Linked DNA regions of Sus scrofa: regions 1, 2 and 3 are each linked to region 4. The links are chromatin contacts, called in public HiChIP or PLAC-seq and promoter capture Hi-C maps. All regions are on one chromosome and are shown on one strand. The core of a region is the stretch at or near the end of the contact, and the rest is flanking DNA. Distances in the headings are between cores, read along the strand shown.

The links. Promoter capture Hi-C pulls out the DNA fragments that hold promoters and counts their contacts. HiChIP or PLAC-seq counts read pairs in DNA pulled down with a chosen protein or histone mark.
Region 1: a promoter capture Hi-C map of liver shows a contact between it and region 4, with 3 times the contacts expected there. The contact joins the promoter of PLEKHG4B here to the promoter of EXOC3 in region 4. A contact is called at or near these places in 2 of 5 promoter capture datasets (both in liver) and 1 of 2 datasets of contacts at active chromatin or transcription factors (alveolar macrophages).
Region 2: a contact with region 4 is called in a promoter capture Hi-C map of fetal liver, with 3 times the contacts expected there. The contact joins the promoter of LOC110257285 here to the promoter of EXOC3 in region 4. A contact is called at or near these places in 1 of 5 promoter capture datasets (fetal liver) and 1 of 2 datasets of contacts at active chromatin or transcription factors (alveolar macrophages).
Region 3: a contact with region 4 is called in an H3K27ac HiChIP or PLAC-seq map of alveolar macrophages. The contact joins the promoter of CCDC127 here to the promoter of EXOC3 in region 4. A contact is called at or near these places in 1 of 5 promoter capture datasets (liver), 3 of 47 Hi-C or Micro-C datasets (fibroblasts, heart right ventricle and liver) and 1 of 2 datasets of contacts at active chromatin or transcription factors (alveolar macrophages).

What each region holds. Positions count from the first base shown.
Region 1 is chr16:79,933,204-79,936,323 of Sscrofa11.1, reverse strand. It overlaps PLEKHG4B (pleckstrin homology domain-containing family G member 4B), which reads left to right and starts at 1,278. Exons shown (of 23, transcript XM_021076826.1): 1 at 1,278-1,425. The coding sequence starts at 1,375.
Region 2 is chr16:79,499,474-79,502,863 of Sscrofa11.1, reverse strand. It overlaps LOC110257285, which reads right to left and starts at 1,354. Exons shown (of 13, transcript XM_021076900.1): 1 at 1-1,354.
Region 3 is chr16:79,861,076-79,864,025 of Sscrofa11.1, reverse strand. It overlaps CCDC127 (coiled-coil domain-containing protein 127), which reads right to left and starts at 1,432. Exons shown (of 3, transcript XM_021076939.1): 1 at 1,311-1,432; 2 at 1-105. The coding sequence starts at 95. SDHA (succinate dehydrogenase [ubiquinone] flavoprotein subunit, mitochondrial) reads left to right here and starts at 1,070. Exons shown (of 15, transcript XM_021076931.1): 1 at 1,070-1,597. The coding sequence starts at 1,535.
Region 4 is chr16:79,728,489-79,731,605 of Sscrofa11.1, reverse strand. It overlaps EXOC3 (exocyst complex component 3), which reads left to right and starts at 1,334. Exons shown (of 13, transcript XM_021077064.1): 1 at 1,334-1,582; 2 at 2,716-2,906. The coding sequence starts at 2,763. AHRR (aryl hydrocarbon receptor repressor) reads left to right here. Exons shown (of 11, transcript XM_021077068.1): 11 at 1-686.

The sequences.
Region 1 (3,120 bases), core at 29-2,528, 200 kb before region 4:
GGCCTGACTCTGCATGGGCTCAGTGGGTGGGACTGGAGGTTCCAGACAGCCGAATAGAGGAACCAGTCAGGGAGCCACTACAGGAATTCAAAGAACCGGTGTGGGGTGAGGGAGGAGCTTCATTCATTTGGCATCTGCAGCCATTCAGCTCCAACACAACTCAACTTTAAATGAGTGCCTGAGTCCCGCAGTGGGTGGGCCGAGTCAGTGCCCGTGTTTCTAGTCAGGACGTAGTGCAGGATGAGACTCCTGAAGACCGGGAGGGGACCCCCGCTAGAGCGGATTCCACCCCCCGCCCCCGCAGAGGAGCGGAGTCCTGAGACCCGGGCTGCATTCCCAGCACACAGCCTGAGACCTAGAGTCGCTTAGCTACAGAGAAGGCTTTTGTTTCCCTGGGGTGGGCGTGGAGGATACTTTGGGGAGGTTTTCCATAAACCCAGGCGTTAGGGTTGCAAACACAGTGAGAGCTTGTTAACTCCTCGAGGAGGCTAGGGTGGCTGCTCGCTCAGGAGTTCTGTTTACCCAGCAGAGCGCATCCCACCTGCCAGGATGCTCGCTCGGCGGAAGAGGGCTGGTCCACCCACACAGGCTGAAATGGGTCCGCTCCATCTACACCAGTGGAAATCAGGGTCTGATTGCCTTCATTAGCGTGTTTACGCAGGTGCATATGAGGTGCATCTACATATGCTGGGGGAAATCACCGTCCAATAGCTTTCTACCCAGAAGGCAGGAGTGTCCACACCCGCGGAAGTCGGGTGCAGTGTCACAACCACGGGTCTGAGAACAAAATGGCAGGTACCCAGGCTCCGCTAGAACAAAAGTAAAAGGAATGTCGCCCCCGCCCACAGCTGGGGAGGGAGGAGCTCGCCCCAGCCCCCCCACCCCGCCCCCTGTGGGGTCCCCTCCTAGGTGAGGGCACAGCCCGAGGCGCCGGCAAGGCGGCCCCCAGGGTTGGGGTCGGTGAGACGCCCTCCACCCGCCCTGCCACCTCCGAAGATGGGATCCCTCCAACTTCCCGCTCCGGAGACCCAAAGGGTGAGACGTCCTCTCCCACCTCGAGTCCCCGCGGAAGAGACCCCCTCCAACCGTCGCCCTGGGCGGCGGAGAGAGAGAGATTCCCCTTCCTAGTTCTGGGCCCTCGCGGGGGAGACCCCACCCCCCAACTCCCAGCCAGAACCCCGCGGGAGAGACGCCCCCTCCCCGCCCCGCCGCGGTCCCAGGCCCCGCCCCCGTGTGGTGGGCGGGGAGCGCCGCCGGGAGGGCCCGCCCCCAGCCCGCCCCCAGCCCGCCCCCAGCCCGCCGTCCTTCCCACGCCCGACTGGCGGACCTGCTGAGCGGTGTCCTCTCTGCTGCCGGGACAAAGGCGGTGCCACCATGGCTCTCCGCGCGGCGCTCGGCCGAGGGGACCGGGGCGCCGGCGCCAAGGTAGGGGACGGCGAGAGAGTGTGGGGACCGGTTATGGGGCCGGGGCTGCGGGGGAGAGAGCTTTCACTTTTTCTGCCACTTCAACGAAGATTTAGCAAACTTTTCCTTTAAACTCCTGAATATTTATGAGAGAAATATGCTTTTCCAGGCAAATTTGCATTGATGGCGGGAAGGGAGTGCAGGCGGAGGGGGCTGGAAGACTAAAAGACGCTTTTGAAATTGTCGCCCACAGTCAGAATGTTCCTGAGTTATTCATTACCTCGAATCTGGCAGCACGAACCAATGAACTTTGTGCACGAAGACAAAGACCTTTTGCTTGAAAAAGTACCAGAGTAGACTGCAAACTGGAAGGGCAGTTTAGATAGTGAACATTGCTTAGCAAAGAAGATGGTCGCCTTGGGTCTGGAATAGGGCGGTGGAGGCTGTCCTGCATTTCTTCCTGTGAATTGCAAAACCTGGGCTGGGTTTGTCTTACCCTTTTTCCCATGAACCAGATTACAGAGGGTTTTGCTACAGTAATTACACTCTACGCCTGTTACCCAACAGCATTTTCACTTTAAAAAGTTAGCTGGTACTTTCAGGTGCCTAATTAAGATTTGAAACGTGTTATTAAAAAATTAATTTGAACAGAGCTGAAACTGTGCGTAATTAACAGCTGAGCATCAGGTCACCACTTAGTGTCCTGAAAAGGGATTTCAGAGTGGACAGAAGTGAGGGTTGCCTTCACTTCCTGGCCCTGCCCTCCACCCCCAGGCTCTCTGGGGCAGCAGGAACTCTGGAGGCCACTGTTCTCCGTGGACACAGTCAGGCTCCCAGACGTCTCCGCATGTGGTGGAGGGCTCCGGGTCCCCCACAGAGATATGCACCCACTTCTGCTTCTGAGGAGACACCCTGTTTGGGGTCCGGTCTGCAGACAGGAGGGTGGCCCGGGTTGGGAGCACAAGTGGACTGTCCAGGCAGGCTGCAGAGCCCTGCTGGGCTGCGGCCTGGGTACAGGTGGCCTGGGGTTTTATCCGGTTAGGGGCCCCGTGTGGGTCTCGTCCGAAGTCGCCTTTGGGAAATGTGGACCTTTGTGTCTGTGGTGTCTGTTGGGTTGCGAGCCTGCTGGTGGTCTCACGCGAACACTTCATCACTTGCAAATCTCCCCAGAATGCTGGGCTCAGGAAACAGAGTCGGCCCTGAATCTGCCCCCAGGTTCTCTGAGATGTGTGTTCACAAATTGTTTCATTCAAGCAAACCCAGGAGACCCCAGGTTTCCAGATTGCGGCAGTTTTTACAAGAATCATTCAGGCCAAGTTCACATGCCTCCCTCCTTCCACACAGAACGAATATACCCTCACTTTGGGCTTGAACCTAGACCAGGTGGCTTGGAGCCCTGGGTCCCGACAGCAGTAGGCCAAGGCGCCTGCCCATCCTACTGATGGTGCAACGTGAGGCTTCTGCGCTCGGCCCGTGGCTCCTGGCAAGAAGCGGCCTGGAAGCAGTGGTTTTCCTCTGGGCAGGGCTGTGCCCTGAAGCAGCGGTGCCTCTGCTGCCCTGTCAGAGCAGGGCCTTGCTCTCCCTGGGAGGGCCCCTAGGGATTGCAGCTTCTGAAGTATTTGTGTCCCTGTGCCCCTGTCAGGGCTGGCACTCCGCAGGTGTGGACAGGCCAGTGCTCAATGGCGCAGCCAAGAAGAACGAGCCCAGAGAGACTGC
Region 2 (3,390 bases), core at 105-2,604, 230 kb after region 4:
CCACGAGGTGGAAGAGAAAGATGCTACCGGTGACCTGGAGGGGGCTCGTCAAGGAGCAACTCGGCCCGCTCCGCACGGTGCGGGGCGCTCGCCCCAAGATGCCCTGGGCCACCGGGCGGCCGCAGGAGCCCACGCCTGGTGGGCGGCAGGGAGCTGGTCAGCCCCTCCCGTACCCGCCTCCCGCAGAGGCTGCCCGAGTCCTTCGCCCTCCAGGACTGGAGGCTGCGCCCTGTGACCCAGAGGGACAGATGCGCTTGCACCTGTGGGCACCAAGCCCGGCCCTGGAGGCGGTCGTGGGGGTCGTCAGGGCGGGGGGCAGCGCCCAGCACACAGGTCGGGTCACCAAGGAAAGGGGGGGAGGGCTCAAACACAGGCCAGGAAGCCGGGGCCAGCCCAGTAGGTCTCTCTGTCTCTCTGTTTCCCTTTGGGTCTCTCCCTCTCTGTCTCTGTCTCTGTCTGCTCTGTCTCTCCCCTCCCCCAGGGAAAGACACCCCAGGCTCCCACCCCCTCCAGGACTCCCAGGGTAAAATCGAGCCCGCAGATCCTCCAGCCTCCTCTCCAGGGACCAACACACCATCCCCATGGAAACCAAACAGAAGGGGCGGAAGCACGGGCCTGGCCTCCCCAGGAGCCCTGCCCTGCTTCCCAGGACGGTTCTGAGCCAGGAAGGTTCAGGGCTTACAGGCCCGGCTCCTGTGAGAGCGGCCTGGGCGTGGCGGGGGTGTGCCTCCTACTGCTGCCCGCGGGTGTCCTGGCGAAGCCGCGGTTCACAGGCTCTGCTGTGACTCCGCAGAGGCCCAGGGCGGTGCGGGCTCTGGGCAGTGAGGCCTCCCAGGCTGCACTGCTGTCAGGGTCCGGGGTCTGCCCGCCCCACCCTCTGGGGCTTGCGCTTGCAGGCGTGGTCCAGCCTGGATAAGGGCCCAGAGGAAGCTTCCATGGCGCTCAACAAGGCTCGGTGGGGGCTGGTTTGGCCAACACTGCTCGGCCCTTCCTTGTCCTCTGGCCTCGGGTGCAGGCCCAGGGCCCTGGGTGCTGGGCGAGGGCGTGTAGGTATCAGAGGCTGGGGGGCAGAGACCGCCGTGAAGGCAAGAGTGAGCTGGGGCTCAGAGGGCTGGGCCAGGGGAGGGCGGGCGCAAAGCCAGAAGAACAGGGAGATGGCTGCTGGGGACCAGCCAGGCCCGGGCACCTACAGAGGGGACGGGACTCGGCAGAGAGGGCCAGGTGAAGACGTGGCGATGCTGAGGCCCTTCCTGCCACCGCAGGCCCCTGCAGGCCGCCCCTGCTGTTAACAGATGAGCCATGCTCCCGTGGTCAGTGGCCAGCCTACACTGTCACAGCTGGTGACACCAGCACATTCCAGTACGCTGGTCCCTACACCCACTTCCTGAAGCCTGAGGCATGGCCGGATGCACAGCACTGTTTGTGTGGTTACCGGGGCAACGGGAGTGAGTCCTGCGCAGGAGGCCGGCGATGGCAGCAGGGGACAGATGTGACAGGAGGTGGCACTGCAGCCCAGGTGCCGCCCCTCCTCTGTGGAGCTCAGCGGGATGGTTCTCATCACACACTGTGGGCAGGGCCAGCGGGCCAGATGGGAGGCTGGAGCTGAGTGCTCTGTCCCTGCGTCCACCCTCAGCTCCCCCCAAGGCCACCGCCAGGGAGAAAGTGGGGACAGCAGCCCACTAGCGACTCCCGTCTCACAGCGGGGGCACCTGAGCACTCGACCAGAGCCTGAGAGGCCAGCCCTGTGGCGCCTCGACTGAGTTCCTGGGCTGTCCGAACCTGCAGGTGTCCCTGGCAGGTGTTCCCAGGCCTGGCATCTGGGACCCCAGGACCTCAGGGCAGCCTTCCACCTGGACCCAGTGGACAAAGCCGCCCGGCCCCTTAGACATAAAGTGTCCGCTACGGGCACACGCATGAGCATGCCTGCTGGCACGCATGGAGGACTGGCCAGGTCACCCTGGCCACTGCGGGCAACAGCGGCTGCATTTGCTTAAGACGAGCTGGCCGTTCCTGCCATTGGTCACGCATTCTGTGGCCGCCATTGAGCCCCCAGAATAGAAAGTGCCCCAGGATGGGTGTCCCATCCTCGGGCTGCTGGCTTTCACTTTCGATGTAATTCTATCTTAGGAGAGTCTTAGGTTCAAGTTAATAATAAAAAGAACGGGGTTCCTGGTCTCACTTCCACTACAAAGCAGGACATGCCGAGGTCCCCTAGCAACTATCTTTGTTCGGTAAACAAACAGCGCTGGCGCCAGCCCTCGCCACGCCTGTCACTGCTGCCTCGGGTCGGTCGTCCTGCGGCAGGCGGCCAGGGGCAAGCCCCGCCCCCGCTGCCCCGCCCCCCGAGCTGCCCCGCCCCCCCCAGCCCCTGCCGCTGCCAAGTTCCTCGTGCTCAGACCCAACGCGGGATCCAGACCCTCCAGCCAGCGGAGGGCGGCCAGACTCCTGCGCGGTGACCTGGTGACCCTGGTCCTCAGCCCTGACCTTGGCCCCTGCCCTTCCCTGGGCCTGGGCTGCAGGCACCTCCCGCTCCTGGATCCCTGCAGGCACTGAATGACGCTGGCGCCCCCCAGCGGCCAGAGCAGAGCGCCCACGTGCAGCTGTGTAGCGCCTGAGGGATGCCCCTGGGGTTGGGGCGACAGGCAGGTCCCCAAGACAGTCTGAGCTCTGCACAGCCCGGGCCACACTCCTGCTCTCTCCACTTGGGACAGGCAGGGAGGCTCGCACAGACTTGGTCCTTCCTGGTCCTGCCGCCTCCCTCACTCCGCAAACCCGGGCGCTCTCCACCCAACCAGAGACGCCAGGCGGCCAGCGGAGAGGCAGGCGGCGGAGCCCATGTCCTCACCAAGGAGGGCTTGACACAGGCACAAACACCCCCTTTTAGAAACTGGTTCTGCTGCCCACTTTGCAGTCAGCCTGCCCACGGGCTCTAACACGCACGACCCTTGATGTGGGGCCCCACGTCACCCAGACGCCCACCCTGACAGATACCCCCGGGACGGAGCAGAGCACCCCGGGGTCACAAAGGTCACAGTCTCTCGGGGAAGGGGCGCGGTGGGGAGCAGCGCTGCATGCCCCGGCCTGGGGGAGCATGGAGCGCCTCAAGCCTCTCCCCACTGAGGCTCGGCCCTCCCCTCGGCACCACAGAGCGGCTGCTCGGCTGTGGCCTGGAAAGGCCTCCGCCCTGGGTCACAGCTCCTCCCCGCCTCCTGGGGCCTCTGTCCACCCCGGGCCCCTCACACCCCTGCCGCCAGCCAGGCTCGCATCTCCCGCACCGGCTCTGGCGGGTGCCGGTGGCAGAGACCCCGAGTCGGCGGTGGCACGGAGGCCGGAGGTGGGGTTTCAGGCGCTGTGACAACGGGGTGCTGGCGTGAGACGTGGAAGCCCCTG
Region 3 (2,950 bases), core at 183-2,682, 130 kb before region 4:
ACCAACAGGGCATAATTCCATCTGCTTCCATCACCCCCATCAGCCCTGGAATTAGGCCGGATATTCCAATTTGGGGGGTCATTTAAGTTATTCATGGAGATACACCTTGAAATAAAAGATAACACCATTAATACACAAAAGGAACACAATACATTGTTAATTTTATCGTCTACTTGGCTCATGTGAGTCTTGTTTTCTTTCAAAAAATTCTGCTCAGGAGTTCCCTGATGGCTCATGGGTTAAGGCTCTGCTGCTTTCACTGCTGTAGCTCAAGTTTGATCCCTGGCCCAGGAACTTCTGCATGGTGTGGGCACGGCCAAAAAACAAACACAATTTTGGTTTAGATCCAGTTATGTGCTGCTGCACAGCACTGAGCCTTATGGGATTAAAAGAGAAAACCAAGACCTCAGACAAAAGTAACTCACAAGTCATGGTAGAGAGAAGTGTCTCAAATGACTGAAACACAGATAGAATGAGATATATAATCAAAAGGAACTCAAATCAAACTTTAAAAACTCTTAACGGGCTTTGCGATAAATACTTATTTAACAACTAAAGATATAAAATTCTAATTGGCAATGAAAAAATTACGCACACACCAAGGCTCCAGTACCTAATGTCAAAGAGCTTGCGGTGAACACAGAATAAAAAAATCAGACCGGAGTTCCCTGCGTGGTGCAGCGGAAATGAATCCGACTAGGAACCACGAGGTTGCGGGTTTGATCCCTGGCCTTGCTGAGTGGGTTAAGGCTCCCGCGGTGCTCTGAGCTGTGGTGTGGGTCACAAACTCGGCTCAGATCTGATGTTCCTGCGCCTGTGGCATAGGCCGGCAGCTGCAGCTCCAGTTCAAAGCCTAGCCTGGGAACCTCCGTATGCCGCGGGCGCGGCCCTAAAAACCAAAAAACAAACAAAACAAAAAGTCAGAGATTGAAAGCGCTGAAGCCAAAACGCTCAGAGCCCCTTCACCCCATAAGCTGCAGGGTCCGCGCCGCCCACCTTTCCCATAAACCACAGGGTCCGCCTCCCGGGGCGTACAATTTAAGAGGCGTGCAATCTAATAAAGCAGCGGTACCCGGCCCGGACTGGGCCTAACTTCGCTCCAACAGGGCCGCCGGTCGTCGAACTGCTCGATACAGGAACTCCGGCTCCGTCCCATAAAGAAAAGTGGGGTACCTGCGAGCACTGGTTCATTCCGCAAAACTCCCGTAAATTGGAGAAAAATCGAACACCGTCGGGACCAGAGCAGAAATCAGGCGAGCCTGTGAAGACGCCTGGTCTCGGACACGACCCGACCCCCGACTGCAACCTACCCCTGCCGGGACCTTGGGCCCCAGGTCCCTGAACTCCTCCGTCTGCCAGTCCTCTCTGCGCAGGCGCGGCGTTGCCCCTTCAACCCCGGGCGCGGCGACGTAAGACCCCGGCGCTGCGACGTGCGCAGGCGCGGCGCCCCGCCACCCCCCGTCGTCCCCGGGTCGCGGCGACGTGCGCAGGCGCGATCAGCGCGGGGACTAGCGGGACGCTGCGGACGGCAGACATGTCGGGGGTCCGGGCTGTGTCACGGCTGCTGCGCGCCCGGCGCCTGGCGCTGACCTGGGCGGTGAGTCGGCGCCGCGGGCTGGGAGGGGCCGGAAGGGGCGAACGCCGGGTCCCGCACCCCCAGCCCCGCGATGGGACGGGCTGGGGAGGGCCCGCCGGGTTCTGTCCGCGCTGGCTGGGTGAAGGTCACGACCCTGTAGCCGCCCGGGACCCCTTTCCGCCCGGGGCCCTGCCTGGAGCTCGGGGCCTCGGCCAAGGTCGCCCGCTCCGCTGCGCGGAGGGGGCTGTCCAAGGTCGTGCGGCCGGAGGGCGGCCTGCGGGTGGGTGGGGTCTGAGCTGATCCCCGGCACTAGGTTGGGCCTCCTGAGGGCTGTGCGGTGGCCTCTGCGCATTTACTGCAAAATTACCACGGCGGACGCGGGACAGTGTCCTGGGCGTTTCCTGCAGGGCCCCGCAGGCCCTACTCGAGTCGGTCGAGTTGTGCATTCCGAGGCCTGGCTGCTGGTTCCTGTCTCCTCTCCGGACAGATCGTCAGAGTCGACCCTTTAGGGTTTTACTGAAGCACTGAATTTAGGGGGTTTAGATATTTGGTTTTATAACGTGAACTCGCCTGGCCACCTAGTTAGTAATTGAATGTCAAAGGTCCCAACGGAATCAGGGCTTTCACCAGCGTTATACTGTTGACATATGTCTGTAGTTATACCCACAACTCTCTCCTCTTTAAACTACAGGAATTGAGGAGTTCTCTTTGGGGCTCAGTGGGTTAAGAACCCGGCTAGTATCCATAGGGATGCGGGTTGGATTCCTGGCCTCGCTCAGTGGTTTAAGGATCCGGCATTGCCGTGAGGTACAGATATCGCTCGGATCTTGTGTCGCTGTGCCTGTGGAGTAGGCCTCAGCTGCAGCTCGGATACGACCCCTAGCCCGGGAACTTCAATATGTTGCAGGTGCGGCCATGAAACGAAAAAAAAAAAAAAAAAAAAATAGATATAAAGGACCAGAATTAGGAGTTCTTGTCTGGCTCAGTGGTTAACGACCCTGACTAGCATCCATGAGGATCCTGGTTTGATCCCTGGCCTCACTCAGTGGATTAAGGATCCAGCATTGATGTGTGCTGAGGTGTAGGTCGCAGATTTGGCTCGGATCCTACCTTGCTATCTATGGCTGTGTTGTAGGCCTGCAGCTACAGCTACGAATGGACCCTAGCCTGGGAACCTCTACATGCCAGGGGTGCGTTCCTAAAAAGGCAAATATATATATGTATATATGAATTAAACATTGTGTTGAATATGAGGAGGTTTAGTTAGACATTCTGCCACACCAGAAAGAGTTTAAAGGCTTTCACGTGTTTCAGGTGCTGGTGCTTTCTGAGCAGATGTTTCACCAGTCCCCAAGCCTTGGCTCTAAGGCACAG
Region 4 (3,117 bases), core at 85-2,584:
AGGTTCAGAGCACCCATCTGTGGCCACTCCCCTGGGACCACGTGCACCAAACTGGTCACGGTTGGTGGACAGGCAGATTAAGCCTTGTTGGTGTGGAATCAGCATCTGGACACCAGCTCTGAGGGGTTTGTGTTCTAAAGGTACCATCATGCTTGGGACCCAGGTCCTGATGTGCCCTGGTCCCTTCCTCTGCTGGGTCGGTGGCAACAAAACTTCCCCCAGTCAGCACTTTTGTGATTTTACAGCCATGCCCCTATGGAAAAATTGTGTGGGGAAGGTGATGATGGAATGTAGAAGGTCAGATCTGGCCATTTCTGTAGGCGTGGCCATTTCTGCTTTAAAATGTCATTACCAGTACTAATTACCGGCTTATATGTTTCTATTGTCTGTAGCTTTTGGCTGTGTAGCTGAGAACATATTAAAATCAAGTATACAGGAATGATATGGAAGGGAAAAGACAAACACAAATTGTATTTTATATTTTTGCAGTTTCTACTGGATGAAAAAAACTTTCAATATGGAGACTGACTCGTTGAATTTTTAAAAATTGGATGCACTATAATGTAACTTTTTGTACTTTTTCTCAGTGCCTTTAGAAAGAGCTTTCAAATGCATTTCTGATACTGTGGTTCTTGTTAAATTCGCAATATGGATGTAAAATAAATGTTAGTATGTGTCTGCTTTAAGTGGAAATGTCTTCTTGATTTTGCAAATGAAGCCCCGCCATCAGATGTTCTAGCTTTGTCTCTGCGAAGTGGTAGTGAGCTGTTCTATGTGCATTTCCTTCCTTCAGTCCATCCCCTGCTGAATACCAGGCCCTGTGATAGTGCTTAAGACACATTAGGAAAAAAAGATGGAGAAATGCGGCTGTGCTGCCGCTGACACCCCTGTGCACGTGTACAGGGGACGGGGTGCAGATAAGTGACCCAAGAGCTGGGTAAATTCTGCAACGCCTCTGGAGGGAACATGGCGGCACAGATGGAACAGCTGGGGTCTTATAGCCAAGCGGCGATTTTGTGGGAAAGGCGGCCTCTGGGCCAAGACGGGGCAGGAGGTGGAGGAGGCCCAGGGACTGGAGGCCCCGCGAGGGCGGGGGCTGGGAGGTTTGGGTTTATAGGGCCACCGCACTGGGGGACTCATACACCTGCCCCCACGTGCCCCCTGCCCCCACGAGCCCAGGCGTGTGCATGTGTGTGCTTGTGCGCCCCGTGTGTGCGGTGTGGCCTGTCTATATGTGGTGTGTGTAGGGTGTCTGCGTGCCTGTGACGTCCGTGAGAGGCGTCTCCGCGCTGGGTGTATGCGCTCGCGCTCCGCCCCTCAGGCTTCAGCCCAGCCGCCCGGTTCCCGGCTCCGCGCTCGTCCCGCAGCCCCGGCCGACTCTCGGCGGGTGCCGGTCGACAGCGGGTCCCGGTCGACAGCGGGTCCCTATCGACAGCGGGTCCCGAAATCTCCCAGCTCTGTGCACAGGGACCCGCCCAACAAAGGTCCCGCCCGCCGGGCCCACCCCCTTCCGGTCACGAGGCCGGAAGCGGAAGTGCCGGTCGCGGCTCACTTCCGGGCGGCGGCGGCGGCGGCTCGCAAGGTGAGGCCGCTGCGGGCGGGTGGCACAGTCCGGGAGTCGCGGTCCGTGGCCGCTGTCCTCTCCCCGGGCTCGGGCGGGTGCGGGCGCGGCCGGAAGGCAGTGCGGGAGGCCGTGGGAGGCCCGGGGACGGTCCGTGGAGAGGCTGACGGCGCGCCAGGCGGTGGGGAGTAGCAGGTGCAGAGCTGCGGGCGCGGCTGGGGGTCCGCGGCGGAGACGGGCGGGGAGACACGCCGGCGCCCCCCAGCCCCGTGTGTCCCGTCGTGTGCGCGGTGCCCTAGTCAGCACCGGGAGGGGAGAGACGGCGCCACAGCACATTCCGAGAGAACACGGAACGCACTCGTGTGCAGACGGGGGAGTTATTTCACAGGTCCCTCAAGGGTCTCCGCGGACCTCGCGTTGCTTTGAGAAATATCTTTGAGAAGCCGTGCGCAGAAAATGTGCATGGAAATGGACTTCAGTAGCTGAAGTCAGTCCTCTGCTTTGCCGAAAGCTCAGCAGGCGTCGCCAGCTCCCTGGCTGGCAGGTTGGAGGAGCTGGCGCTGAAGGCAGGTGTGCTTGTATGCAGCATCTGTGCTGTGTACATTGCATCTGAGCAGAGTGCCTTGTGCCCTCTCACCTCTGTTTACTAGGGCTGTTAAGCAGTAGGGAATGGAATTTTGGGTGCTACAGACAGTGATTTTGAGGGGGATCAGAGGATGGTGCTCAAACTTGAGCAGGCACGGTAAAGTGTGTGCTGTCACTGTGCCTCCATAGCTTTCCTGAGGCGTCCTGGCACCTCGGCCCCACTGGCTAGTCAGGGCTGGTGGCAATTAGAAATTGGACCTGTCCGGGGGAGATTGACATCTGAGGTGCTGAGTAGTCTGGATCCGCATGTTAATATCTTATGCTTGTAATTGCCTCTGCGCCCCTTAGGGATAACACTGGGTTCTGAAGGTTTGTGTTTCATATCAAGGAGGTCATAATCCTAGCTCAGCTGTGTTTCATGTCTATTAGATTAATGATCTCAAATGCTCTCCTTATAGCTCCACTGTGAACAACTGAATGTTACTGGAGCAGGGGGATGCTTTGTACCTGACATCTCTACCTTCCTGACACATCCTCCTCTCCTGTTCTGTCTCTGCCTGTGGACACAGGGTATCCCTAGTATGACAGGTGCAGAGATTCTGCCTGCTCTGTAACCATGAAGGAGACGGACCGGGAGGCTGTTGCAACAGCTGTCCAGAGGGTTGCCGGGATGCTCCAGCGCCCGGACCAGCTGGACAAAGTGGAGCAGTACCGCAGAAGAGAGGCCAGGAAGAAGGCCTCCGTGGAAGCCAGGCTGAAGGTATGAGACTGGAGTGGAGACTGGGGTGGCTGTGGGCGCCTGCTTCACTCTCAGGCTGGACCGAGCCTTTTGTCCCAAGTTCAGGTTCCTGCTTAGCAGAATCATTGTAATTTTGCCGAGCTGGGCTTTGTGATGCCATGAAGAGAGGCAGGCCATGGACTTTGCCTTTGTTAGTGCATCCTTTCCAACAGTTCCTTGCCAGCCGGTAGGT